Linked DNA regions of Sus scrofa: regions 1, 2, 3, 4 and 6 are each linked to region 5. A link is a contact called in public Hi-C and HiChIP or PLAC-seq data. All regions are on one chromosome and are shown on one strand. Each heading gives the region's core, a stretch centred on a gene start, on an enhancer-like site or on the middle of the called end of the contact. The rest is flanking DNA. Distances are from core to core; before and after follow the strand shown.

What was found. Hi-C and Micro-C count contacts between places; a contact is called where the count stands out from the background. HiChIP or PLAC-seq counts read pairs in DNA pulled down with a chosen protein or histone mark.
Region 1: a Hi-C map of liver shows a contact between it and region 5, with 8 times the contacts expected there. The contact joins two enhancer-like sites. A contact is called at or near these places in 2 of 5 promoter capture datasets (fetal liver and liver), 28 of 47 Hi-C or Micro-C datasets (adipose tissue, alveolar macrophages, blood and 14 more) and 2 of 2 datasets of contacts at active chromatin or transcription factors (alveolar macrophages and skeletal muscle).
Region 2: a contact with region 5 is called in a Hi-C map of liver, with 8 times the contacts expected there. The contact joins two enhancer-like sites. A contact is called at or near these places in 4 of 47 Hi-C or Micro-C datasets (embryonic fibroblasts, liver and skeletal muscle) and 1 of 2 datasets of contacts at active chromatin or transcription factors (alveolar macrophages).
Region 3: a contact with region 5 is called in an H3K27ac HiChIP or PLAC-seq map of alveolar macrophages. The contact joins two enhancer-like sites. A contact is called at or near these places in 1 of 47 Hi-C or Micro-C datasets (embryonic fibroblasts) and 1 of 2 datasets of contacts at active chromatin or transcription factors (alveolar macrophages).
Region 4: a Hi-C map of liver shows a contact between it and region 5, with 2.3 times the contacts expected there. The contact joins two enhancer-like sites. A contact is called at or near these places in 6 of 47 Hi-C or Micro-C datasets (brain, embryonic fibroblasts, epiblast stem cells and 2 more) and 1 of 2 datasets of contacts at active chromatin or transcription factors (alveolar macrophages).
Region 6: a Hi-C map of liver shows a contact between it and region 5, with 3 times the contacts expected there. The contact joins two enhancer-like sites. A contact is called at or near these places in 6 of 47 Hi-C or Micro-C datasets (embryonic fibroblasts, liver and skeletal muscle) and 1 of 2 datasets of contacts at active chromatin or transcription factors (alveolar macrophages).

What each region holds. Positions count from the first base shown.
Region 1 is chr2:102,963,945-102,968,010 of Sscrofa11.1, forward strand. The region is part of intron 6 of LOC106508433 (a long non-coding RNA gene); the gene reads left to right. Among named protein-coding and RNA genes, the nearest start is that of PCSK1, 85 kb to the right of the region's middle. Within about 2 kb of position 1,432, at least 3 of the 83 cell types and tissues checked have an H3K27ac peak or open chromatin away from gene starts, as enhancers often do. A contact at or near this core is called in adipose tissue and liver, where this site is marked.
Region 2 is chr2:102,935,279-102,939,935 of Sscrofa11.1, forward strand. The region is part of intron 6 of LOC106508433 (a long non-coding RNA gene); the gene reads left to right. Among named protein-coding and RNA genes, the nearest start is that of PCSK1, 110 kb to the right of the region's middle. Within about 2 kb of position 2,408, at least 6 of the 83 cell types and tissues checked have an H3K27ac peak or open chromatin away from gene starts, as enhancers often do. A contact at or near this core is called in liver, where this site is marked.
Region 3 is chr2:102,743,688-102,748,291 of Sscrofa11.1, forward strand. LOC106508433 (a long non-coding RNA gene) reads left to right here. Exons shown (of 16, transcript XR_002342060.1): 5 at 2,466-2,595. Among named protein-coding and RNA genes, the nearest start is that of ELL2, 150 kb to the left of the region's middle. Within about 2 kb of position 3,109, at least 4 of the 83 cell types and tissues checked have an H3K27ac peak or open chromatin away from gene starts, as enhancers often do. A contact at or near this core is called in alveolar macrophages, where this site is marked.
Region 4 is chr2:102,825,196-102,829,854 of Sscrofa11.1, forward strand. It overlaps LOC106508433 (a long non-coding RNA gene), which reads left to right. Exons shown (of 16, transcript XR_002342060.1): 6 at 820-907. Among named protein-coding and RNA genes, the nearest start is that of PCSK1, 220 kb to the right of the region's middle. Within about 2 kb of position 3,171, at least 7 of the 83 cell types and tissues checked have an H3K27ac peak or open chromatin away from gene starts, as enhancers often do. A contact at or near this core is called in fetal liver and liver, where this site is marked.
Region 5 is chr2:102,487,711-102,491,868 of Sscrofa11.1, forward strand. No RefSeq gene overlaps it. Among named protein-coding and RNA genes, the nearest start is that of GLRX, 52 kb to the left of the region's middle. Within about 2 kb of position 2,326, at least 37 of the 83 cell types and tissues checked have an H3K27ac peak or open chromatin away from gene starts, as enhancers often do. A contact at or near this core is called in adipose tissue, alveolar macrophages, fetal liver and 1 more, where this site is marked.
Region 6 is chr2:102,881,603-102,886,296 of Sscrofa11.1, forward strand. The region is part of intron 6 of LOC106508433 (a long non-coding RNA gene); the gene reads left to right. Among named protein-coding and RNA genes, the nearest start is that of PCSK1, 170 kb to the right of the region's middle. Within about 2 kb of position 2,914, at least 3 of the 83 cell types and tissues checked have an H3K27ac peak or open chromatin away from gene starts, as enhancers often do. A contact at or near this core is called in liver, where this site is marked.

The sequences.
Region 1 (4,066 bases), core at 182-2,681, 480 kb after region 5:
TCTGCCTCTTTAGATGAAAGATGATGCCAAGGTCAAATCTGGCCTGCTGTCTTAGGAGACCAGCAGCCCCAGTGGATGGACTCCTTTTCTCAGTTACATATCTAGATGGCTTTGGACATGATTTCTCATATCAAGCCATGGCTTCACCTCTCTTCAAGACTGTCTGTAACTTTCCAAACTCCTGTGGCCATTATCAGAGAGAGGTCGCTAAAAGAGTATCCCAAACCTTGTGAACAGATACAAGACATTATTACTTAAAATTCTCTCAAGATTCCATAGTTAAGGAACCCTATAAAAAATCTTTTGGGTGTCTCAGTCTACTTAGAATTCTTGTTGGAGGCATAACTAGGAAGGTAAGTCTTGAAATGAGAAATGAAGAGAGTAAATAGACTTTACTAATAGTGTCCATATATTTTTTGTTATCTTTTTTTTTTTTTTTGCTTTTTAGGGCCACACTTATGACATATGGAAGTTCCCAGGCTAGGGGTCAAATCAGAGCTGTAGCTGCTGGCCTACACCACAGCTACAGCGATGCCAGATCCAAGCCACACCTGCGACCTACACCACAGCTCATGGCAAAACCAGATCCTTAACCCACTGAGTGAGGCCAGGAATCAAACCTGCACCCTCATGGATGCCAGTAAGATTTGTCTCCACTGAGCCATGACGGGAACTCCAACAGTGTCCATATTTTTCTTCCTGAAAGTTGTGGCCCAACTAGACCATAATCACTAAGAAACTCTCAGCATGACCTTCCATATGTTAGGTGGAAAACCCTAAAACAAACAAAAATATAAAAACCAGGATGGAGTTTTATCCTGCTCTCATATTTTAAATGCATTTTGAAGTTCAGTTTCAAATATTGTTTATGTGAGGATCTTTGCTCTGATTTGCGACTTAATCACCCTATGCTATTGTCTCTACCCTCATCAGGCTTTGCTTTACTAATTATTCTCCTCTTCCCTTTCTTCTTCCTCCTTAGTCCTGGTTCACTCTATAAAAGAGAGCTTTAAATTCACTGGGCTGTGGTCACAGTAGAGGTAACTCATGAGCCCTAACAATGTATTTAGATAATGAAATGTGTTGAACCCTGAGTCTGAAGGAGGCAAAGCTGTTCGTATGGCTTCTCTCACAAAGAAAACTGCTCTGAGATTCAGTCTAAAGAGACTGAATTTTCAATATGTAGAAAGATGATTTTGGTGGATGGGCTTGCTGCCCTTCCCAAGGGAGACCCTATTCTCATCCTAGAGGTGATCCTGGCAGGAGGGTGCCTTATGAGCAGGGGATGCCCTGCCCTGAGGCCAGGGTAACTGGAAATGCAGCAGAACATCCTGTTCCTGGGAGAACTTCTGCCTGGTTGTTTATGCTCTAGATACTTGGCTCCTGGAGTTCTTGTGCAGATCTTTGGACCTTGGCAAGGCCATTTGTGTTTCTGTCTTGATGCATGTGCTATCCTGGCTCTGGTTTTGGGTGCCGTGTGGCAGGGAGGCTGAGCAGGCTGCCACACCATTCACTTGCCCATGGGCCCTCTGCTAAGTTTCAGAAGCAGCAATAGAACATGCACTTAACTTGGAAATAAAAACTATTACTTGAGCAAAAAAGTAGCAGAGTTCCTGCTGTAGTGCAGGGAATTAAGGATCTGGTGTTGTCTATGAGGGAGCACAGGTTTGATCCCTGAGCTGGCAACAGTGGGTTAAGGATCCAGCATTGCCACAGCTGTGGGCATAGGTCATAGCTGCGACTGGGATTTGATCCCTGGCCCTGAAACTTCCATATGGTGAAGAAAGAAAGAAAAAAAAAGTAACAAAGCATCTTCCCTAATTCTTGCTTAAATAATGAGGGTCCAGGTCTCTGGCTTTAATGGTGATTTTTAGGGTTTTTGACTATTGCCAGATATCAATATTTTTAGCTCTATAACTTGATTTGAATAGTATCAGAACACAATTGGAGGCTTTTTGCCAAGTGAGGATAGTAACATATGACCTAAGAAAATTTTTCAAGCAGCTTGGTGCCTTGGTATTTTAACTGTAAAAATGGAACCAAAATACAATGCTTAACCAAAAGCAATACAGCTAACAAAACCTTCCTTTCTGGGGTTTTGGGAAGGATACAAGGTAGTTATCATGAAGTATGTGAAGTCTCCTGGAAGGAGGACACATTTTAAATACAAGATATTACTATCACTAATTCTTGGTCATGACATTGCACACTATAAATGGGACATGAAAGAGTGGGTGAGTTAAATGATGAGGCTAAAACCACCGTGTTCTGGGGAAAACCCAGAAGAGAGAGCTGCAGATTTGTTTCATCAAGAGACACAGCTATATCTGGGCAAAGCCCCAGAGTTTAAAATGACGAGGACCCTTGACATAAACCCTGAAGTCACAGGAATGTAGACAATAATGCAGCGACACTGGTGCAGGGCACGTGGAGTCTTGTCTTTGAAGGAGAGCGGAGGTGAGTCCTGCTCAGATGAGACTCTTCTGTAATTGATTTGCTGGCTCAGGGAGCAGGTACTCTGGGAATTGCCCCGGAGTCCTGATGGAGGCTGGTGGAGAGGCTGCAGGTGGAAAGGGACAAAATGCCTTTAGCTCTGCATGGTGGGATCCTATCTTCATCCCCCAGACAGTTAAAGTCTTGCCTGAACTCATGGCCTTTCAACCAGGAAAGCATCAGAGGAAGACGTTATGGCAATCAGTTTTGAAATGGAAAAAGATGACTGGGCACGACTTTGTAAGCAGTCAGTATGAAAAGCAAGAAGGAAACTCAGCCAAGCAATGTCTTTGCTGTTTGCCTCAGGGTTATATTTTGCAACACATAATGGCTGCTATTAAACCAGGACACAGTATTATCTAATTTGTGCCGTTGTCTTCCTAGGATCTGGAACATTTTCTGCAGGAGCCCACCTTTATCTCTAGGAGACTCTGGCAAATAATTCCCGTTCAACTCAGGTCTTTCTGTAGAAGGAGCTTGATGCCAAAGCAGCTGGCTCCTCCCCTCATCTCTCTCTGGTGCTTAACATGCTTTTCGTCTTTGTTCTAAGTTGTACTAGTCTGGTTCAATTTTTATTTCGGTTAATTTTTAATGAGTTAGTAACTCAATGGTCCTGGCTTTGAATCTCTTGAACGTGGGTTGTTAGTAAGGTTTGAATCAGGTCATGGCTCTGAAATCCAGTAACATTCAGGATGTGTTTATTGACCTGTGTGGCTATTGGATCCCAGAAGGAGAAATAGCCAAAGAGTAGATCTAGTCAGAGCCACTTTGGTTGCCAAGAGAGTTCTAGTTGCATAAGCTCTGCCCTCACTGAAGCATTCACACTTCAAAGGAGGGTGTTACTACCCCCATTTTCTTATCACTTACTTTACAAGAAACTTTTACATCTTCGAAACCAGTAAGCATGTCAGATTTGGTCCAAGCGGTACAAAGTAAATGCTATGGTGACTTTCTAATTAGAAATGAACTAACATTAGAGCTATAACTCTAAATGCTGAACCTTATGCAGAATGATAATAGAATTAACTGAGTAGTCAGTAATTTGCATCCAAAAGTTACCATCATCACATATGCTGAGGGAAGCATTAGTGAGTATACCTGAGATGCATTTGCACAGAAAAAAAATAGGCGGGGGGAGTTCCCAATGTGACTCAGCAGAAATGAATCTGACTAGTATCCTTGAGGATGCAGGTTGGATCCCTGGCCTTGTTCAGTGGGTTAAGGATCTGGTGTTGCCATGAGCTGTGGTGTAGGTTGCAGATGAGGCTGAGATCTGGTGTTGCTGGGCTGTGGCATAGGCCAGCAGCTACAGCTCTGATTGTACCCCTAGCCTGGGAACCTCCATATGCCATAGGTATGGCCCTTTAAAAAAAAAAAAAAAAAGAAAAGAAAAAAGAGAGAGACAAAAATATGGAAAGAAATAGTGTAGTGGAGAAATTCTGACCCTAGGATCTATATCTATATCAATATATTTTGTCCATACCCTTGGCATGCAAAAGTTCCCTAGGCCAGGGATTGAACCCAAGCCATAGAAGTGACAACTCCAAATCCTTAACCTCTGGCCACCAGGGAA
Region 2 (4,657 bases), core at 1,158-3,657, 450 kb after region 5:
TGGTATTCAGAACTGCTTCATAGGGAGTTCCTGTTGTGTGGCAGCTGAAACGAATGCGAGTAGTATCCATGAGGATGCTGGCTCCATCCCTGGCCTCGCTCAGTGGGTGGGGGATCCTGCGTTTTGGTGAGCTGTGGTGTAGATCACAGGTACAGCTTGGATCTGGTGTTGCTGTGGCTGTGGTGCAGGCTGGCAGTTGTAGCTCTGATTTAACCCCTACCCAGGGAACTTCCATATGCCTTGGGTGCGGCTCTAAAAAGCAAAAACAAACAAACAAAAAAACTACTCCATAAAATGAAGACATGCTTAAAATACACGATTTAGTTGGCTACCACTGTGTTAAAATTCCCTAGTGGTCTCTCTCTCTCTCTCTTTTTTTTTTTTTTTTTTTGGCTAGTTTAATCTCTGTAAGCTATAGGTTTATCTTAATTGAAGTTCCTCATCTTAACCATAAAACACAGAAAATTATTTTACTGACTATATCCTCAGTTTCCTCAAAGATGGTACATAACTAGGACCTCTCTAGCTGCAAAGAAGTTTTTTCATTGCATATGATGAGTGCTGTAACCTGTAGATTTTAATTCTCTCAAAATTGGTTAAAAATCACTGATAGATGTTTAAGTTTACTGTTGGATAAGACCTGTAGAAAATATATTATGTTCAACGAAAAGCTAAGGGTCAAAAGCCTGTAGAGCTGGAAACAGTCAAACTAATATTCAAATAAAAATTCAAAATAATGCCTCCCTCAACTCCCAGGGTTTTTTGGGGTTGTTGCTGTTGTTTTTAGACATCCAAGTTAATTTTGTTGTTGTTTATTGAGATATAATTTATAGATAGTAAAATTCACCCTTTTTAGGTGTAAAGTTTGAAGAATTTTGACAAACTTATGCAATCATATAACTACCACCAAAATTAAGATATAGGATAATTCCTCACGACTCTTTGTAATAAATTCCCTTCCCCCACCTCCAGCCACCAGCAACAACTGATCTGATTTTTTTCCTAGTTTTTTCCTTTTCCATAATATCATATAAATTGAATCATTTAGTATGTAGTTTCTTGAGTTTGAATTTTTTTCTCTTAGCGTTATACCTTTGAGACTCATTCATGTTATTGGATGTATCTGTAGTTCTTTTGTTAAATCGCTATGTGGATATAACATAATTGGTCTATTTACCAGCCGATAGACATTTGGGGTTGTTTTAGCTTCTAGCATTTGAGAATAAAGTAGCTGTAAACACTCATATGCAGATTTTTATGTAGGCATAGGTTTTCATTTCTCTAGGATGAATACCTACCCCTAAGTTTAACTTTGTAAGAAACTTCCAAACTTTTTTCCAAAGTAGAATTCCTATCGGCAATATTTAAATGTTCTAGCTACTTTGCATCCTCATCAGCATTTAGTATTGTCAAATATATATATATATATATATATATAATTTGAGCCATTGTAATAGGTGTGCAGTGGTATCTTATTGTGTTCTTCAAGTTTTCATAGTTTTTAAGATCAGTTTGAATTGCACATCAAATAATCAAAAGAATGTTAGACATCAGAAAGACAGTTTCTTTTACGTTTAGAATGGATAGACAATAAGGTCCTACTGCAGTACAAGGAGCTGTATCTAATCTTCTGGGAGAAACCATGATAGACAATAATATTTTTTAAAAAGAATGTATGTATTTTAAAGAAAGAATGTACATATTTTTTGAAAAGAGAGAAAAAAGACAGTTTGTTGTTTTATTAGCTTTGGACTCTGGCTCTTTGTCACGTTCTCCAACTGCTGTTGCACCACTGGGCTCTCGCTAATCATAAATTATTTAACTATGTGATTCCTAAGCATACATGGCTTCAGCATACACAGAATCTTTGCTTTCTAGCTAGTTTGGAATATTTGTATCAAAGGATTTATAATAGAATCACTGGAAGCTTTTTTTTTTTTTTTTTTTTTTATTCATACAGTATGTCAGGGAAATGCCTACCAGGGGAATATTTCTGCTCATCATCTCCAAAATGGAAAAGCAGCCAATTATTTTCTGCAGCCCTCCATGCTGACCTCACATAGAGAAGTGGCTCTGGCGATAGTAAGAGGAGAATAAAATAAAAGTTGCTGAAGCTACAGCAGCAATTTACTTTCCATTCTTGCAGAAGTTGGGCATCTTTCTTCTTGCCTTAATTTGATTATTTGTTGGGCCCCATGATCACTTGTTCTTGTTTCTCTTCCTCCTGTTGTTACTGAGCTTTGGCTTGGTTAGAGGCCCTCCTTCATCCTTTCTAGGTCGTTGTGGTATGAATGAGGTGGAGAAAGTGGAGCGCTGGTCCTTCCTCTCCAGCGTAGACTAGAACAGAACCTTCTCTGCTACACAAGCATAGCAGCTCCTTCAGGATCTCATGACTACCCCCCCCCTCCGCTTTGAATGCCTTTGCCCTCCTCTTCTGCCTGGAGAATTCCTACTTGTCCTTTAAGATCAGATCAAATGTCATCTCCTCTATGATGCCAAATTCCCTGAGTCCTGTTAGTCACATCCACTGAACTTTGTGCTTGTTTTGTTTGAAGACCTATCACATTGCCTTGTGATTATCTGTCAGCATTTCTGTATCTTTCCTAGACTCTGAACTCCTCCCAGGCAAGAACCATGTGTTAATCGTTGTTGGCTTAACACATGGTACACACTGAATAAATATTTTTTGACTGACTCTTAAAACTTGCAATGTGGCTTTTTAAATTTTATTTTTAAAAAGTTTTCTTTTTTTTTTCTTTTTTTTTGCAGTGCAGCTTTTTTAAATGCTGAGATTTTCTTCAGCTTAGAAAAGGAATGATAGAAGCATTTGTTGAACAGAATTTTTTGTTTAGTAAAAGCCATTCATATGTAGTTTGACAAAGTGCTGGTTAGAAGTGTTATTGATCCCAGAAATGGATTCCTCTCACCCTCACCCAGTCAATGTCATTATAAACCTCATGTAATGGGAAAGAAAAATCAAAGAATTAAAAGAATTTTCTGATTCTTTTCTCCATTATTAGCCTCTGATATGTGTATAAGTTATTGCTTTAGCCATGCAGCAAATTATTAGGTCTTGGGACTAAAGAAATCATTGTTTAGTATGAGTATATCCCATGCATATTTGGGACATACTTATACTTTAAACAGTCTCCTGCTGGAGTTCCCACTGTGGTACAGAGGGTTAAGAATGCAGCATTGCCACAGTTGTGGCATAGGCTGCAGCTGCAGCTCAGATTTGACCCCTCACCCAGGAACTTCCATATGCTGCAGTGCATCCAAAAAAAAAAAATTCTCTTTTATCTGAAATTTAAATTTAGCTAGGTTTCCTTTATACTATTTGGCAACTGTAGCCAATAGGAAACCTCTTTACTCCATATGATGGAATGAATGGTAAGGAATAGTCAGTGCTCTTGGAAGTTAGTCCTGAAATACATAATGGACAGTGTGAGGCTGTTATTCTCTCAGACTGGCCAGTATACATCAACTCACTTGGATGGCCAGCTTAGCCAGCTTAAGAGAAGAGAGATCAGAAAATACTTGGTGTCATGAAGAAACTTTCTTCGGTTAGAGGGAAGGGCTGAGAGGATGCAGAGGGGATCTGAAAACTCCTCACAGGGAGTGTAATGGGAATCTCAAAGGTGAATGATGCAAGAAGAAACTGACGCTCTGATCAAAGCCACTCAGTGCCAGACTTCACTAATTCCTTAGTGAGGAGAGATGAATAAGACCACACCTGAGTTATATGTGCTGTAATTAGTAACATTTATCAAACTTAATTGTCAAGTAAATATGTTTCTAGTTTTACTTAGGTTCTTCTTAAATAATATTGTATGTTTTCTGAAATATTACATGTAAGATCTCTGTTTAGATATTGTTGAATGAGAAGAACCCAAACTTGGCTGTTCTCAAAAGATTATCTAGTTATGTTCTTGTTACCTAAGGCAGAGCTAAATTTGAGTGAGCAAGGCCCCTGAATAACAGCTGCTGGTAAGAGAACAGATGCCTAAGGAGAGACTTGCCCATGTTGGGCATCACCAGCTAACCTTTTTACACACTCATCTGTTCAGAAAACCACTGTTTTTTCCATCTTTTTTTTTTTAAGTGAGGCACATTGCCTTAGAAAGATGATGCCATTCTATTTTAGAATTAAAATCTCACCTGTTTTATTCTGTATGTACTTGAAAAATAATTTCATTTAATGAATATGAATAATGACTTTAATAATTATTTAGTCATATTACATGAACCCTTCTTCCAAGGAAGTGCAAAGCCTTTTAAACAAGCCACTTCTAAAAACCATCACATCCTATTGCTCCATTGCATGCAGCAGCAATCAGAGAAGCTCTGACTCAGCACTTTATTACATTAACTTCACAAGCAGAGTGGATTCCTGGGTCAACCGAGATGGACCCCTTGGAGGGACTTACAAGAGTTTATTAGGAGGCAAAAAGCACATATAAAGCACATATGAAGTTTGGTAATATTTGTACATTGGTATTCATAATATACATTCACAGACTGCAAAGCTAGTGCTTCCTTCAGAGCCAATAATGCTACGTGTTGGAAAGCAGATCAGCAATGATTCAGATTTATCCTGAATCTATAATACTGACTGTGTAACAACAGAAACACAGTTATGAAATACTCTCATGACGTG
Region 3 (4,604 bases), core at 1,859-4,358, 260 kb after region 5:
TTAAAAAATTCATTCACTAATTATTAAAGTATAGTTGATTTACAATATGCCAATTTTGGCTATACAGCATAGTGGCCCAGTCACACTATATATACATTTTTTTTTTTCATAATATCTTCCATCATGTTCTATCCTAAGATATTGGATAAAGTTCCCTGTGGTGTACAGTAGGATCTCATTGCTTATCCATTCTAAATGTAATACATTATATCTACTAACCCCAAATTCCCCATCCATCCTACTCCCTCACCTCTTCCCCTTGGCAACCACAAGTCTGTTCTCTATGTCTGTGAGTCCAAGTTTCTGTTTTGTAGATAGGTTATTTGTTAATTTGCATTTTCTTAATGACTGATGATGTTGAACATCTTTTGTGGCCTATTGGCTGTTTGCATATCTTCTTCTGTGATTATATATTCAAATTTTTTGTTCATTTAAAAAATTGTGTTATTTGGATTTCCCATAGTGGCGGAAACTAATTCAACTAGGCACCATGAGATTTCAGGTTTGATCCCTAGCCTCCCTCCGTGGGTTAAGGATCTGGCTTTGCTGTAAGCTGTGGTGTAGTTCGAAGATGCAGCTTGGATCTGGTATTGCTGTGGCTCTGGTATAGTCCGGCAGCAACAGCTCCAATTAGACCCCTAGCCTGGGAACCTCCATATGCCAAGGGTGCAGCCCTAAAAAGACAAAAGACAAAAGACAAAAAAAAAAAAAAAATCGGGTTCTTTATCTTGTTAAAAAATTGATTTGCATATGTGTTTTCCATATACCCGAAGCATGTGGAAGTTCCCAGGCTAGGTGTCAAATTGGAGCTGTAGCTGCTGGCCTATGCCACAGCCACAGCAACACCAGATCTGAGCCATCTCTGTGACTTACACCACAGCTCATGGCAACGCCAGATCCCTAACCCTCTGAGCGAGGCCAGGGATAGAACCTGAGTCCTCATGGATGCTAGTCAGGTATGTTTCTGCTGAGCCACAATGGCAACTCCAAGAAAAAAATACTTTTAATATGACCCTTTGTCAAATACATGGTTTGCAAATATTTTCTCACAATCTGTGGCTTACACTTTCATTTTCCTAATTGTGTCTATTGAAATACAAACCTTTCAAATTTTGCTTAAATTCGTCTTATCCATTTTTTGTTTCACACTTTTTTTTTTTTTTTTTTTTGTCTTTTTGCCATTTCTTGGGCTGCTCCCGCGGCATATGGAGGTTTCCAGGCTAGGAATCCAATCAGTGCTGTAGCCTCCTGCCTACACCAGAGCCACAGCAAGGCGGGATCCGAGCCACCTCTGCAACCTACACCACAGCTCATGGCAACACCAGATCCTTAACCCACTGAGCAAGGCCAGGGATCGAACCCAAAACCTCATGGTTCCTAGTCGGATTCGTTAACCACTGAGCCACAACGGGAACTCCCTGTTTCGCACTTTTTGTGTTTTGTTTAAAAAACCTTTTCCTAATGCAATGTCAAAAGGATTTTCTTCTAGAAGTCTAATAGATTTTTACACATAGGTCTACCACCAAGTTAGCTTTGGATTTGACATGGAGATTGAAACCCTGCTTTCACTACAGTCCTCTTCTTGCTGATATGCCACATAGCTCACCGTGTAACCATGTCAGGTTTGGATGACCGTGTAGAAACTAGTATAAGAGAGCATGTGGGTGTGAGACTCAGGAGACCTTTTAAAGCTGGTAGCTATTCAATTCTCAAATCTGACAATAAATGGTATTGTTTAAATTAGGCTTGTAATTTTGTGTGTGTGTGTGTTGTATAGAAAGAGTGAGAGAAAAATATCTCACCATAGATATGGAGTTCTGGTAAATTTTTTGAGATCTTTAAACCATGGGTGGACAGATAATGCTTGAATCCAAGTTAGCTAGGTAGAAAAAGGATTTCTATACTTATGATGCCACATTTTGTTGAATTTTCTAAATATCAGACCAAGTGATATTGTTTGCTTGATTTTTTTCTTTTCTGCCCATTTCCAGGAGGCACAAAGTTCTTATTTGAAGAGAACAAACACTTTTCTTCTTGCAGCAAACCTGTGGGAAACAGGGAAGGACCAGTCTCAGGAAAACTTTTTAGCCTGATGTCTTTTTTCCTAGCCTGCCTTTTGCCCATAACCACTCCCACACGTTCTGTTCCTAAGATAGTCTGAAGTTTCAAAATGCCAACAAAAAATTCTCTGTCTTTAGGTTGTTTGGGATTGTTAATTATTGGTGGCAATGGATGAGTGTTCAGCACCTTGGAACTTTTGCAAAAGAAACTTAATAAGGATACGCTTGCTGTAGTTGGAAAGTATTTGATGAACAGCTGACCTTTCAAATGTTTACATGAATTGAATCTCTGAACTGCTAATGTTAGGAAGGTCCAAATTCTAATTCAGACTCAGACACTGAATCCCTTTGTAGGGAAAGCTTTTAAATATCTTCAGTTTTCTCATTTGTTTTTTTTTTTTAAAGGCTGACTTCACTCACCAATTAATTGGTTAATGTTTGCGAATGTTTTGAGAGGATAAAAAGCACTTTCTCAGAGCAGTGCCCTATCGTTCCCTCTCATGATTGTGGTTTGTCATCCACCTGAAGTAAGTGGGTAAGTCATGTACCAAGTTTGCATTGTAGAAAGGAAATGATTCTACAGATCCTTAACCACTGGATGAAAAAAATATGTTTCTTTCACGTGGAGTTTGTGAATAAGGCTTCCTCTGTTCTGAGGAAAAAATGCAAAAGGAAGCCTGCTTGTGTGGATTAGGTCACTTATGAATACCTTAAAAATATTTACATAAATCTCCACTGACTAACCAATTCTCTGAGCACATTCTGTAAAAATTTCTTCTCAAGTAATTTCTTTTGGAAATTCATATATATATATATATATATATATATATATATATTTTTTTTTTTTTTTTTTTTTTTGTCCCTTGTGTCTTACATGAGGCCTGGTGTTCACCATACTCAGTTGAATTAAAGAAGCCAATCCATGCAGCTAAAAGAACTTGGGGGATGGGCTGAGGAAGAAAGTTGGGGTTGAGGAATTCAGAAGGGCCTCCTTTCCATTGTGGCTTTTTTTTCCTCTGAGAGCCCGTTTCAACATATTTTTTTCCTTTGACTCAGTTGCTTCATTGCTTGAGTTCCTCTTTCCAGTGACCTGCTTTCCTCAGCAGCTGCCCCAGTTGACATGGCTGCCTCACCCTAAAGCAGTTCCACAACTTTTGCTCCGTGGTTCTGGACGTTATACAGAGAGAAAATCAGGGTACTTCTGAGTCTTCATTGAACATGTCATTTTTAAATTGTTCTAAAAGCACTGATTATTGTGGTTGCATCTGGAGTAAGAAGGTAATTCTTAGGGAATCCATGCCTTTGTCATAGATGTCATCTGGCTCCCACAAAAGGAAGGATGGATTGTGTTATTTTTGGAAACAGGAAGAAGAAATCCAGGCATCCGGCCCTCCCTGTTGAGGTCTGACCACTCCTTGAAGGAATGGAGAACAGAGGTCACATTTACGTGCTTTGCTTGACCTATGTAGCGTTCAAAAACTGAAAAACTACCACAAAACAAAACAAAAGCCCCAAACAACCCCCAAAACCCAAACTAAAGTTTTCAGCATTTAAAATCTACAGTTTTAAAAAAAAAATTGTATTGGGGAAATAACAATAAAATTTTTTTAAAAAAATCTAGAACTTTTGCATAAAAATTTGGAAACTTAGCTTCTTTTGAAATGTGAAACTCTGATATCTCTGGATTTGCATTCTGACCTGGTGACATTAACTATACTGGGGTACTGGCTGTGCCTTTGGGAGGTCTAAAGGCTCATATCACCACCTTACCACCTTGTTTCCTGGAGATCTGTAGGGTTTTACACTCAAAATAAAGGTCCAAATATATTATTAAATTAAATTAATTTTTTTTTTTTTTTTTTTTTTTTTTAGGGCTGCATGTGCGGCACATGGAGGTTCCCAGGCTAGGGGTCTAATGGGAGCTACAGCTGCCAGCCTACACCACAGCCACAGCAACGCAGGATCTGAACTGCGTCTGTGACCCACACCACAGTCTACAGCAATGCTGGATCCTTAACCCACTGAGCAAGGCCAGAGATCGAACCCTCAGTGGTTCCTAGTCAGATTCGTTTCCACTGCACCACAATGGGAACTCCCAAATATATTATTTTAAATCATTTTTTTCACTCTCTCTAGATAGTACCTTTCCTTTGAACAGGAAATAGACATGATAAAGTATGATAAGAGAATAAATGACTTTCTACCTTATTTTCCCATGTCTATTTCCTATTCTAAGAGCAGAGATTACCTAGCAAGAGTGAAAGGAATGATTTAAAATAATAGATTTGGACCTTTCTTCAGCTGTTTATAGTCAGCAATTCACAACGTTATCCAAATAATACAAATTCAAATATACCGATTCAAATATACCTCCCTTGATTCTGCTTAATGGAAGGTGTACATGTGTTACATATTCTTTGGATTAAAAAATTAAATATTTTTCAAAATTGCTTATCTAGACATTTAAGGCTTTTTAAGCAAAAACTTTTGTGTGACCACTTGACAGCTAAATAATCTCCACTGTAGTCTCTTGAGTACCAGGAG
Region 4 (4,659 bases), core at 1,921-4,420, 340 kb after region 5:
CCGGTGGCTACAGCTCCAATTCGACCCCTAGCCTAGGAACCTCCATATGCCTCGAGAGTGGCCCAAGAAATAGCAACAACAACAACAACAACAAAGACAAAAGACAAAAAAAAAAAAAAAAAAAAGAACCCACCTAGTATCCATGAGGATGTAGGTTTGATCTCCATTCTCACTCAGTAGGGTAAAGATTTGGTGTTGCCATAAGCTGTGGTGTAGGTTGTGGATGCAGCTTAGATCCTGTGTTGCTGTGGCTGTGGTGCAGACTGGCAGCTGCAGCTCCAATTTGATCCCTTGCCTGGGAACTTCCATATGCTGCAGGTGCATCCCTAAAAATAAAAAATGAAAAAGAGAAGATAATAAAACCTAATGTTTATTGAGTGATTGATATGTGCCAAGCATTGTTGCCCAGGGTCTTCTTGGAGTGTTTCTCTTATTGTTATCCCTCTTCACAGATGAGGAAACAGGTACAGAACTATTAAGTAATTTGCTCCAGGTCCCACAGAGAGTGAGGGACCAACCTAGAATATATACATTTTTTTCTTTTTGAAGTCCACATGTGTGGCATATGGGAGTTCCCAGGCTAGGGGTCCAGTTACAGCTGTAGCTGCTGGCCTATGCCACAGCCACAGCAACGTGGAATCTGAGCCATGTCTATGACCTACACCATAGCTCATGGCAACGCTGGATCCTTACTTAATCCACTGAGCAAGGCCAGGGATCAAACCCTCATCCTCACAGATACTAGTCAGATTCCTTTCCACTGTGCCACAACAGGAACTCCCCACCCCAGGATTTAAGCCAGCTTTTTCTCTTCCTTAGGCTCTGCTACCTTTCCTGGTAAGAGCACTTTAATCTGTAGAGAAAGGAGGAGGCTTTGCAGCTGTGATGCTAAAGATCCATTCACCAGGTATGTGCCCTGCCTTCCTAACTCCTCCTCCAGGCTCTCTGTGCTCAAGCCACCTTTTTACCTGGGGAGCATCGCTTTCAGTCCCAATTTGCATCAGTCTATCCTTCACTTAGGTCTTTATTGATAATTATGTCTTTAAGTATGAGGTTGCCAAAATTAAAAGAAATATTCCTCCTCTCCTTATTGTTGAATTTCTGACTTGCATGGTCCAGTACTTTTTTGCTTTAATGGCTGCTGTTTGCTTCTTGGTGGGTGTTCTCCTCATGTCTGAAGGGGGGACCGGGAAGGCCAAGTTCGCTAAGCTAGAGGGATACAAAGCTTTCTTCTTTGTGGTTTGTCCCCTTGAGTGTTGAGACATTCATTTATCAGCTTGTCCCTCTCACAGGTATACTCTTGGTCACAGCAGGCTCCAGGAGATTACTTGTCTCACTACTGAATTTTCTTTATATGTTTTTTTTTTAAGTATGTATGAAATTATAGTCTTGAGCTTTCCTTTTTCATACACAAACTAATCATTATGAAACCCAATAATGATCCCCGAGGGAAAAACCACATGGAGCGAAAGGGCTCAGACGTGGAGTGAGGGTGTTGGACAACAGACATCATTCCGGGACCCGTGGACACGATTCTTTCCAGGGGGTCGGTACACTGCATTTTTATGACCTGAAATTATTTTTCAGGATATTACACCATAGTTTCCACAAAGCACAACTGTGTGCTAAAATGTCCGTTTTGCATGCTCCATATTGTTCTTGAGCCTGAAATTGCAAGGTTTGCATATCATGTATTATTGATCTGATGTTTTGACTTAAAAAAGACAGGAGAGGGGGAAAGCTTACAGGACAAGAAAACTCATAAACACTCCTTGAGATAAAGGGACTGATTTTCTGTAATCTGTTTGACAAAAATGCTTTAACATTTTATCCTTGTGGATGATGTAACTAGAGGATGGTTAATTGATGATTTGCCTTTGAATATAAGAAAGGAGTGTGAGGGAGAAATTCTTATAAAATCAGAGATTTAAATATGATTTCTTTTCATAAAATGGAAGATGAGTATACCTCAGCATTTACTTTTGAGAAAGAAAGATTCTGGCATTCAGTTTTAAAGGAAAAGCAGTCCTGTTCTTGGGCCAAAATCAGGACAAGGAATGTTCTGGCATATTTGCCTTTCAGAAAAGGCGGGGTTGGGGAATAGGAGTGGGAATATTACTTTTTTTTTTTTTTTCTTTTTGTCTTTTTGTTGTTGTTGTTGTTGCTATTTCTTGGGCCGCTCCCGCGGCATATGGAGGTTCCCAGGCTATGGGTTGAATCGGAGCTGTAGCCACCGGCCTACGCCAGAGCCACAGCAACGCGGGATCCGAGCCTTGTCTGCAACCTACACCACAGCTCACGGCAACGCCGGATCGTTAACCCACTGAGCAAGGGCAGGGATCGAACCCGCAACCTCATGGTTCCTAGTTGGATTCGTTAACCACTGCGCCACAACGGGAACTCCGGAATATTACTTTTATCTTCTAGCAAAATCTATTCTTAAGAAAGACTCAAGAACTTATTTACACTAAAGAGAAAATGACTGAACACTGCTTAAAATACCACCTCTCTCTTCCAAAGCAAGTTATAGTTTCAAAAGGATCAAATCTTTAGGTGAAAGAGTAAACTCTTTCCAATTATGATTTATTTATGTATTTGTCTTTTTTGCTTCTTTTCAAAAAGTTAATATTGAATTTTGTTCCAAAAAGGAGATTTAAGGCCTAATACAATTAATAATAAATAATTGACAACATAATTGAGATTACTAATATTGGGAATTTGAGGTTTTAGGGCAACATGGGAAGAACTGTTTATTTTATCTTGAAATCTTACTGGAGCAGGAGTTGGGTGGAAGGATCAATTCCCTTATAGTACAGCTTTTTGGCACATGTGAGATAATTTTTGGTCTAAAGTTAGTGTTTTTTAATCTCTCAGCTTGCATGGGGCATTTAGTACAGTTTACTATTCTAGCGTTAGTTCTTTGATAGCCTTCTTTTTGGTTATTTATTAACCTCATTTTAAAGTATAACTTAATCATTCAAGGAAGGTACAAAGTTCAGTTAATGTTTTCTATTGTTCCTAATTATGATAACATATAAGACCGCTGTATAACTTGAAACACCTCCTAAAACATAAAATTCCTATATGAAGCAATTAGCCTGTGGGGCACTGGCTCTGGATATCAGCATCATTCAGGGTAATCCTGCAGTAATAGAAAAATACTGCCACGTCAGTGGAATGTTTACATATTATCTGTGTTGCAGATAGTCTATGTGCTTCAGTTCTTACCTTCTCCACCTCCTCCTGCCCCTGTTGCTCTCCATATAAGGACAGGATGGCAAAGGAGATGAAATACTCCTTTAGGGGAATCCAGAAGGAAGAGAGCAGTAGATTTCCTCTTCTCTAGAGATGTCTATTTTGCAACTAATCAAGGAGGATAAATTGCTTAGGATCCAGAATTCTAACTGAACACAAGGGTTCAGTTTTCACCCCATTTGAAATAGTGTAAAAAGGAGCCCTAGAAGACTGGAGTAAGTTTCTAGGTGCTTTATTTACCAAACAGGAAAAGATTGTATTTCCCTTACCTGTCTTCCCAGAACCTAGAAGAGTGGCTAAATATATATGCATTCAGTAAATACTTGTAAGGTGAACGGATACTGGAATCTTCCTTCTGAGACCTCATTTCTAAGTGTCCATGTAATAGCTCTGAGGTACTTTTCAGGTAGCGGAAATTGTTCAGTTCCTACCCTGTGGATTGACTGAAGATGAACAAACTCCTGCTCATTATACTGAGTTTATCCAAGGTGCTCAGCTCTGGAATCAAGTTGCTTGGATTCTAATGTACCTTCACTATTAGCTAGCTGTGTAAATGGAGAGAGGTTGCTTAGCTGTTCTGGTGCTCGATTTCCTCAACTATAAAAGGGGTTGTTAGGAGAAAGAACTGATGTAATAAGTGCACAGTACTGGACAGCCATGGTCTGATAAATATTAGCCAGCAGCTGTAGTACCCCTAGCTTTGGGAAAGATCAAGTCCTACCTGCTAAAAAGAAGACTCTATTTGGCTGGAAATAATAGGAACTTCAAGGAGTTAAAGAAGAATTTCCAACTACCTGTGGCTTTTCAAGTTATGTGATAATTAAAGGAACATTGTAAAGACTGCTTTCCAGAAAGAGGTAGACAGCCATGCAAAAGGTTTTGAGTTAGGAATAAATGCTAGTGGATTTCTCTCTTAAAAGAGATTTTTAGAATTTTTTTCCAATAAAATGAAGAGAATTTATGTGTCTAAAAAATTAAAAAATAAGTTTAAAAGCCTTAAGGATGAGATTTTACTTTGAAGTTATTTTTCTTTAACAAACATAACATTCTAGCCAAATATTTATTAAGAAACAACTACATCCTAAGCATTGTGTTAGGTTCTTGGGAAGATAAGTGAAAAGGTGTGGTGCCTATCCTAAATAGTCAGATAAATGATGCCCTTCAAAATCATTATCCTGGGATCCCATGTATTTATTGCTCTCAATACCTTCAAAAAACTTTTGAACAATGCCTTCAGAGTCATTGCCCAAGCCACACAAATACAGTGTGGCCTCTTGTTTTGGAAGGACTAATATTCAGCTGACATTAAAATACCACAAATCTCCTTTATTGGTTAGTTAATGCCACATCTCAGAAACCTCCACATGTAACTGCTACACTTTCCCCTATTGGACCCTCTAGAAA
Region 5 (4,158 bases), core at 1,076-3,575:
CTGAGCAAGGCCAGGGATCGAATCCACAACCTCATGGTTCCTAGTCGGATTCGTTAACCACTGCGCCATAACAGGAACTCCCAGATTTCATTTTTGAAAGGACAATAGGATTGAAGAAAAATTGAGCAGATAGTAAAAATATTTCCCATATACGCTCCTTGGCTGCCCTCAGCTCCCTGTTACTACCTTCCTGCATCAGTTGCCACGGCTGTTACCATTGATGAAGCCATAGAGAAGCACTGTTATTAAGGTTCATCATTTACACTAAGTTCACTCTTTGGGTTGAGCAGTTCCACGGGTTTTGACCAATGCATAAGATCATGCATCCATCACAACAGTGTCATACCCACTAGGTCCCCGTTTCTCTGTTATGTTGTCCAACTGGAATATACTTCAGCACACAGCTGTTTTTCTCTGTTTTTTTTTTTTTTTTTTTTTGCATCAGAGCCTAACAAGCCTTCTTTTACCTTATTATCTTGCCTCTACGTGTTGATGAACTCAAAAACACCCCGGCATACACCAGCCTAGACTTCACCATTCCCCTCCAGTCATAGCGCTGATGGTATTTCCCTTATCATATGGGATATTTAACAGTCAATTCGTGGAAATAGCTTTCCATGAACAAGATAACATTCAGGAAAAAAAAAAAAATCAATTTAGGAAGAATCGGTGCTGTGTGGCGTCCCCCAGCACCTCCCAGACAAAAGCCTTTTGTCTGAAGGCTTGGGGATGGTGCCACCTCGCAAGCACCAGTTTCCGCGTGGCTGCCCCAGTGGCAGGGGGATGGGCCTTCCCTGGAGGCCAGGGAGCAGGGAGAGTGGCTGGGTCCCAGCTTCCTGGCTCCTCCCAGGTAGGCTGTGCTTCAGCATCACAGCCCTCTCACGCCCACCCATCTGCTCCCTCCCAGCCTCTAGGTGGACATCTGGCACTGTTTTCTGTTGCCTTTAGGACTGGTTGGCTTCATGGGGAAATAAGCATTGGCGTTAGTGGATGTGAACTCCAGCCGTATGGGATGGCTGTAAGGAACATGTCACTCGGATTACCCAGCCGGGTCACATTGCCTCCCAGAAAAAACTGTCACGCTGTCCAGAAGGTTTTCACTCAAGGGCAAAAGACTGGCAACATCTCTTTGCCAGTTTTCGTATAAGTGCACGACAGCATTTATGAGATAATAGTACTTGGTTTTTGTTGTTGTTGTGGAAGCGATAACCAGCCAACTCAGCCTCTGCAGAGCCTGGAGCAGGACAGCATGTCTGCCTGCAGCTCGGTGCGGAGGGCATTTTTGCTCCTGCACAGGGCAAAGCTAGCCTCTCCCAAGTCCTCAGAGATGGTGCTGCCATGTGTGGTTCCTTGCGCCTGCCCTGTGTTCCACAACTGGTATGTGGCCCAGTCCACAATGCTGCTTTCCTCATCCCCCTGAGAAGGGCCCCAGCCGCCCTTCGGACCCGGTGCCTCCCCTTCAGAGATGCCCAGGCGAGCTCCGCCTGTAGGTCCTCTCATGGCCCTGGGAGGCCTTGTTTGTTTTTGCTGTCAGAGGCCAGTCTGTCCCCTGACCTCTGACCCAGAACTGTTTGTTCCAACCGATCCCAGTCTGTTGCCCTGGCTCAAAACAAAGTGGATGAAAGCTCTTTCCTCAGGCCCTGCTTTTTTGCCCGAGATGGGGGCAGTGAAAATGAGTGGTGTGATCATGTGGCTGATGAGTCACTTGGGGCCATAAATGACCAGAAAAATATACTCTAGTTTAGGGCCGAGTAGGGCACTAACAGCTGAAAAGCAGTAGAGCAAACGTTAAGATCATAGTTTTCCAGCCAAAGAGAACTGGGCTTCGGTCCTGCCTTGGACTCCTCTGAGCTGTGTAACCTTAGGCAGACCTCTTAACCTCTCTGGGCCTCGGTTTCCAAATCTGTAAAACAAGGTTGATCATAGTGCATATCTTATAGAGCAGTTGTAAAGATTATATGAAAACAAACAAAGCATCAACAACAAAACCCACAAAGGTAAGGCACCTACTGCCTGGCATAAGGAAGCTCTCAAGATACTATAGTGTTTATTTGGTCGCCAGGAAAATCCCAAAGGATCAATGTGTTGGGTCACTGGTGCTCCTAGCACCATCAGCAAACATGTCCACGTTGCCAAAGCAGTATCGCCCTTCCTCCAACACCTTTGCTTTGTCTTTCAGGTCTCCTGCTTCCACAAATGTCCATGGATCGAGGTCAGTAACCTCTTAGGCAGGGAAGGTCACCTCATGATTGTGACATACGTGAGCACATCTCTGAAGAGCCAATGAGGTTCTGGCAAAAACCCCCACAGGCTGACTTGTCTGAGTTTCCTGACATGCCCACTACCAGCCGCCTGGAAGCCGCTGAGGTTTGATTGCAGGCTGCTCCCTCCCACAGCTGGCTGGAGTTTACTTCATTTAGGAGTCAGCCCTTGATCTCCACGATGACAGCCAGTCCTGCCTGGCTGGGGGATTGTGACAGCCTTTGTTTCCATGTGGGCCAAGTCTTTTGACAAGAGGGGAAAGCTCATTAGTTAGCTGTCATCCTCAAACGTGGTTAGGTTATGAGTAATTCTACTAGGAGAGCCAGGGAGCTGGCAGCTCGTTCCATAGAGATTGTTTTATCTATTTGTACAGAGTAGTGGGAGATTAACTGGGATATTTTATGTAAAAGTCTCTGTCAACTGTGGATGTGCTTACAGATCCAGCAAGGGGGACGAAGATGATTCCGCTTTACCTACCTCTGGGAGGTCAGTGCAGACACACCTGAATATGCAACCTGGCTGTGCCTCCACGCGCGCGTGCACACACACACATGCATACACACACACACACACATGCACACACACACACACATGCACACACACACACACACATGCACACACACCACCCACATTCTATGGTGAGGAAAGGATGGTGTGTAGCCTCGAGGACAGGTTTGGATAAAGGGTGCCTATTTCTGCTATAATGTTTTGGTTCTCCTTCTCGGCAGGGCCCGGCTGTTGCCTCAAAGCCAAAAGCGCCAACAGGACTTTTTGGTCTCCGCGGTCAACTCCAGTCTGCTGCTCCATCACTCGGCTTCCAGCAGGTGGCGCTGCGTCCCGCGTAGGCCTGGCCCGCCAGTCTTAGCTCCCCGGCAGGCTCAAAAGATACCAAGAAGTCGGGAAGTGGTCCCCGCTCACGTAGAGCCGCTGCCTTGGCGAACGCAATTGATGACACAGCGGCCTGACGCGGACCTTTGTCAGAGAGATGGGATTTGGCGTTTCCGCAGAACGGAAAACAAAGTGCTTCTGCCTGCCGGGCCAGAGTTGACATTTGCTCACCATTGATTCCGGGACGTTTACAGGCAGCGTGAGTTCATGTGAAATTGCAGGACTTTGCCATGAGTCAGATTCACTTTCTGTAAATCAGAGTCAACATTACACTTCCCCGCCCCTTGGGCCATTACTTGAATTTTTAGTTCACCCGTTGTATTTGTACTGAGGAGATTCAAGTATTTCATAAGCACTTTTTTTTTTTTTAAAGGGCAACACCAACTTGGGACAGATTGGTTGTTTGAGATTTTTGTCAACTTCTACCCTTCTTCACTCAGTGAAACATATGAAGGAAATGAAAGAATCAAAATTCTGCCCTAATCCACTGTCTACATTCTTGTCTACGTGTTAAAAAAGCTCCAGGCCGATTGCCTCATCTATGCGTCTTGCTCCCTCCCACGCCTGGTCCAGTCATCATTGTCTCCATGAACAACCCCACCTGGGCTTCCTGCCAGAAAATGTTTTTCAAGTTTCGCTTGAATTTCTACATGACATACTTCTGAACATGTAAATACTACATAAGGCCAACCTATATGGGGAGCTAAGAATGACAACTTAGAATTCTCATTCTTTTTTTCAGGGCTGCGCCTGAGGCATGTGGAAGTTCCCCGGCCAGGGGTCAAATTGGAGCTCCAGTTGCCAGCCTACAGCAACGCGGGATCCGAGCTGTGTCTTCAACCCACACCACAGCTCACGGCAACGCCAGATCCTTAACTCATTGAGTGAGGCCAGGGATTGAATCTGCATCCTCACAAACACTGTGTTGTGTTTTTTGATTTTTGTTTTCTTTTTAACTTTTTTTTTTGTCTTTTCTGGGGCCGCACCAGTGGCATATGGAGGTTCCCA
Region 6 (4,694 bases), core at 1,664-4,163, 390 kb after region 5:
ACAGGAGACATGTTTACCAAAGCGAGTAATTGATATGTATACCTTTGAGGTCAGTGAGAACAGCTTCCTCCTGGTTTTCTGCTTTTTTGCCATTAACACCATAAATCCACCTGCCAAAAATGATAATCATCACTGAGCTTTCTTGGTTTCTCCTTTATTTATCTCTAATCTTACTTCCTCTCTTTCTCTTTCTTCCTCTGTGCCCCTCTCCTTTGCTCCTTATTCTTTTTGGACCTAATCCAAATGTGTATTTTATTTAATTCCTTGATCACTTGGTGCATGTTGGCTGAGTGTGAAGAGAGGGAAAACTGTTTTAATGACCACTGGGCTTTCAGTGTCTGTAGTCAGGGTGGTACAGGCTGCACTAAATGGAATGGTATCCGTGGTGCAGGGGAAAGAATGCACCAGTCTTTTGTGTCAAAGGGAGATGAAACAAATGTCATATGTTTGGACATATTTAAAGTCAGTGGTTTCAATGTTCTGATCCTGAGTTTGTCCTTACTGATCAGCTTGCAAAACAGATTCAGAATATATCAGAACAAGTGGCAAAATGGAATAGAGTTTCAAAAAGACTTAAAAAATAAACCCAGAGAGAAATGGGTTAAAATAAAAAGATGCTTAATAATTAAATGAATGTTTAATTTGCTTAGTTGTAATGCCAGTGACTATTTTTTAAAATAATTAACTAGTTATTTCAGCTTTTAAGAGACAAATTTTAAATCCTAACAATGATTCACAGTGAAATAATTGCACTATGCCAACTTGTACGTATTTGTACTTTTGTATTCACAATGTTGTAAGAGAAAAGTTTAGCACCTTTGCCAAAGAGGTGATTTATTTTTCAAATATTGAGTTGACTTCAAAAGCTGACTTTTAAATGTTGCTGCCAGATTTTTTAATGAAAAATTTATTTTATGTTTACACTTTGAAGTTTTTCTAATCTGTGAGCTTCCACTCGGCTATCAGTGGGAGAAGATTCAGACTCCTGTTGGGGCTTCTTGGCCTTTTGAAGTTAATTATAGCTGTTTGTGGAGAAAGGTTGACCTCATAACCCCTTACTAATTTATCCAGGGACTAAATATTGTCCTTTGTCACATAGCTACCATATACCTTTTTAAAGTGTATTATTTCAGATTTGTTTTTCACAAGGTGATATTTAGAGACAAGGATAACATGACATTGACTATAAAAGAAGAAAGTATTAGTAAAGAAATATTCAAAATACACAGGACATTTGCCTTCATAATTTTTTGTTTGATTTTATGGTACCTGTAATTCATTTGCAATTTTATTATGATCCTTAGATGTCTGTGCCTTTTTGAGGCAAATATAGACTAGGTGTGGAGAGTATAGTATCAAGAGTTCTAGCGTCTGATTGCTGAGTTCCATTCTGGCATCACCCTTAGTTATGCGATCTTGAGAAATTATTTAAACTCTCTGTGCTTTATTTTCCTCCTTTAAAAAGGGAAATAGTAAAACTGTTTTCCTTCTAGGATTGTTGTAAAATTATAGATAATGAATTTAAAGCATGTAGTTCAGTGCCTGGTATGTGGTAAAGATGCCACGAATATCTGTAACTACTGCTTAGGTTGTTCTAGCTGCAAATGTATTACTTTATAAATTCTTGACAAACTGAAGATGCTTCCAAAATTAACTTAAAAGTCAGTCGTAGGAGGCCTATAAGTGGCATAAAAGTTAGGTAGATTAAATATAATGTACAAAGGAAGTAATAAAATCCATTTAATAGGCATTCAATAAATATTTGTTGTGTTAAAGAGGATCGTTATTAGGTATTAGCAACTCATAGAGTCGTAGACTCTCTGGATTAGGTGTGGAAATTTAAGTAAATAGCACCTTTTCCAACTGCCTCATTCAGTGTTTTCTTCTCTTCTACCATATTCCCGTGGAGTAGACAGTCATCGTAATAGTTGAACCCTTCCAGTGATGGAAGCCCATCCATAGGAGCCGGTTCCTATTACTAGAATGCTCTCTTAGGTTGGGCTGATATCTGCTTTTCTTGCTATCACTCACACTTCCTGGTTTGGCTTCTGTGACTCTTCATAAATCAGTGACTCACACATTTGAATACAGTATTCTCTATATTTTCCATTCCCTTGATGTCCCAGATGTAAATCGCCAGTTTGTTCAACTTTCTCAAGTGACATGATTTAAGTCCTCTCTTATGTTATGATTGCTAAACGTTGGAACTGGGCTTGTTTCAGTTAGAAATTGTATTTAGCTACAAACCAACAAGGACCACCAAAATAGAGGCTTAAAACTGAAAGGGGTTTATTTTTCTCTCACCCAAAAGAGACTCTGCAGTAGGCAGCTCAAAGGCAACATGTTGACTCAGCAAATTAATCAGGGACTCAGGACCTTCTAGGTTTCTTCCCTGCCAGTCTGAAGGTGTGAGTCTCATTCTCAGGCTCCAGACGTGGCCATTTGTAGCTACAGCTGCCACCTTTCAGGCAGGAAAAATGGGAAGGGCCCAGAACAACAGGGTGCATACCTCCTGAGTTCACCCCCTGCCCCTACTTTAAGGAGCTCTTTTGGACACATTAATGGCAATTTCTATTTCTTATTAGCAAGATTGTGTCTCATGCTTAACTCTAATGTAAAGAGAGGTAAGGACATATTTTTAAGCAAAGTTTCATTGTTACCCTAAATGAAAGGAGAGAATAGACTAGATGTAAGATAGGTTATGAGTAGTCTGCATTAGGATGTCCTTTTTAAATATCCTTGTCGAAATGTGACCCCCTTACCCCAACTTCAACAAACTCTAGATATGATGACCCTGAGAAGCAGAATGGGACTGTATCTGTCTCTGGAAACCTGACTTCCAGAATATGGTACCGATTAGTTAAAGATCAGAGGAAAAGTACAGAGCAGTCCTTACTTGGGCAGATCTTTGTTTATCCAACTCAATTTGAGCTCAGAGCTAGTAATCTTAATGTTTACTAAGGCTTCCTACCTGTTGAAAGTTGAACATTTGCTTTTTTCTGGAATGTTTTCTGCCCTGCACTATAATCAATGTACAAATATAGGAGGTCCACAAACCAGCTTCCACTTGTGCTAATGTCTTCATAAGGGCATGCCTTACTAAAAATTCTGTGAATAAATGGCATAATTGTAAAGTCATTTTAAGAAGGTATAGGTCACTTAAGAAAGTTCTTTATGGTGTGTGTTAGTGCCAATGATACTTAAAGAAATTACTCCAGAGTACAGTCTTGTTGGGAAGGATGGCACCTAGAAAATTCATCAGACTGCATTGTTATTAATTTCTTTCTGTCCAAGAATCACAGATTCACTGAAAGGAGGTTGGAGAGGGGAAGCATAGTAGTGGTTTTTGGGAAAAACTCTAAGTAAAAGCAAAGAAAATGCATGCTCACTATATATGGAATCCTGGAAGCTTGCGGCTGGTCTCTGAAAGTGAAAGGAGATGAAATAAGATGAATTGGTTCATCATAGACATCAACCAACACACACATTCTCTCTACAGGGAAACTCAGACCTAGCTAACTCAACTCTGGTTCCTAGCCAGACTCTTGTGGTAATAGTCAAGGGTCTTCTCGCCAGAGTCTAATGAATGCAGGTAATGCAATTAGTGACTGATTTTATTCCTCCCCCAAAAAACTGGAAAAATGCCTCAGTTGGTTTATTCTCTGTGGACTCTTTAGACCAGGAATGTTTCAGCACCAAGAATGCTGACATTTAATATCACTCGTGAGGCCACCTGAAAGGGTAAGCCCTTTCTCTTCTTGTTTTCTGCTTCATTTTTGTGCATATTAGAAATAGATAAGAGTGGAATGTAAGACACAATCTGAGAATAGGTGGACGAATGGAAATTGTGTCTGGTCTCCCCATACTGTTACTTGATTACGATAGAATTTATCTGACCATCGCTGAAGGCTTTCTCTTCAGCAGTTTTTCCATTAGCCCACAGGAAGAAGTGGCAAAACTATGATTGGATATATGGTTACTGATGTCATAAAAGCCTTGGTAACTTTTGTGGTAGAGTGCATTTTGCTTTTACCCTATGTAATCATTAGCCTGTGCTCCTTGAGAGTTCTGACTGCTATCATATATTTTTACATTTATTTTATTTATTTATTTATTTATTTAATATTACTAATTTACTTAGTACCTACAGTATTCTTGGTGTTGTGCTAAGTTCCAAGGGTGAAGAAACCTATGAGAAACTGTTTCTGTCCTCATAAAGAAATGACTAAGTGGCTACTGATAGCTTACCTTCGTACTGTATTTTGGAGTTTTTTCAAGTGTATAAGCATTATAAATAAATCCTTTAAGAAAATTTCAAGGGAGGTGGTAATAATAGCCCCATTTTAAAACTAAAGAAATTGAGGCTCGCAGAAGTTAAGTAATCTATCTGAATTGCATAGAAACTTAACATCGGAGAGTGTTAATTGTTAATTCTTGGTAAGTTTCACATTTTAATGTAAAGAATTATTTATATGTGAAATTTTACTACAAGAATCTTAGGTTAGATTTCCCTTTGTGGCTCTGCGGTAGCAAACACAGCTATTATCTATGAGAATCCAGGTTCGATCTTTGGCCCTGCTTAATGAGTTAAGGATGCGGCCTTGCCATGAGCTGTGGCGTAGATCGAAGAAGAGGCTCGGATCTGGTGTTGCTCTGGCTCTGGTGTAGGCCGGCAGCTGCAGCTCCAGTTTGAC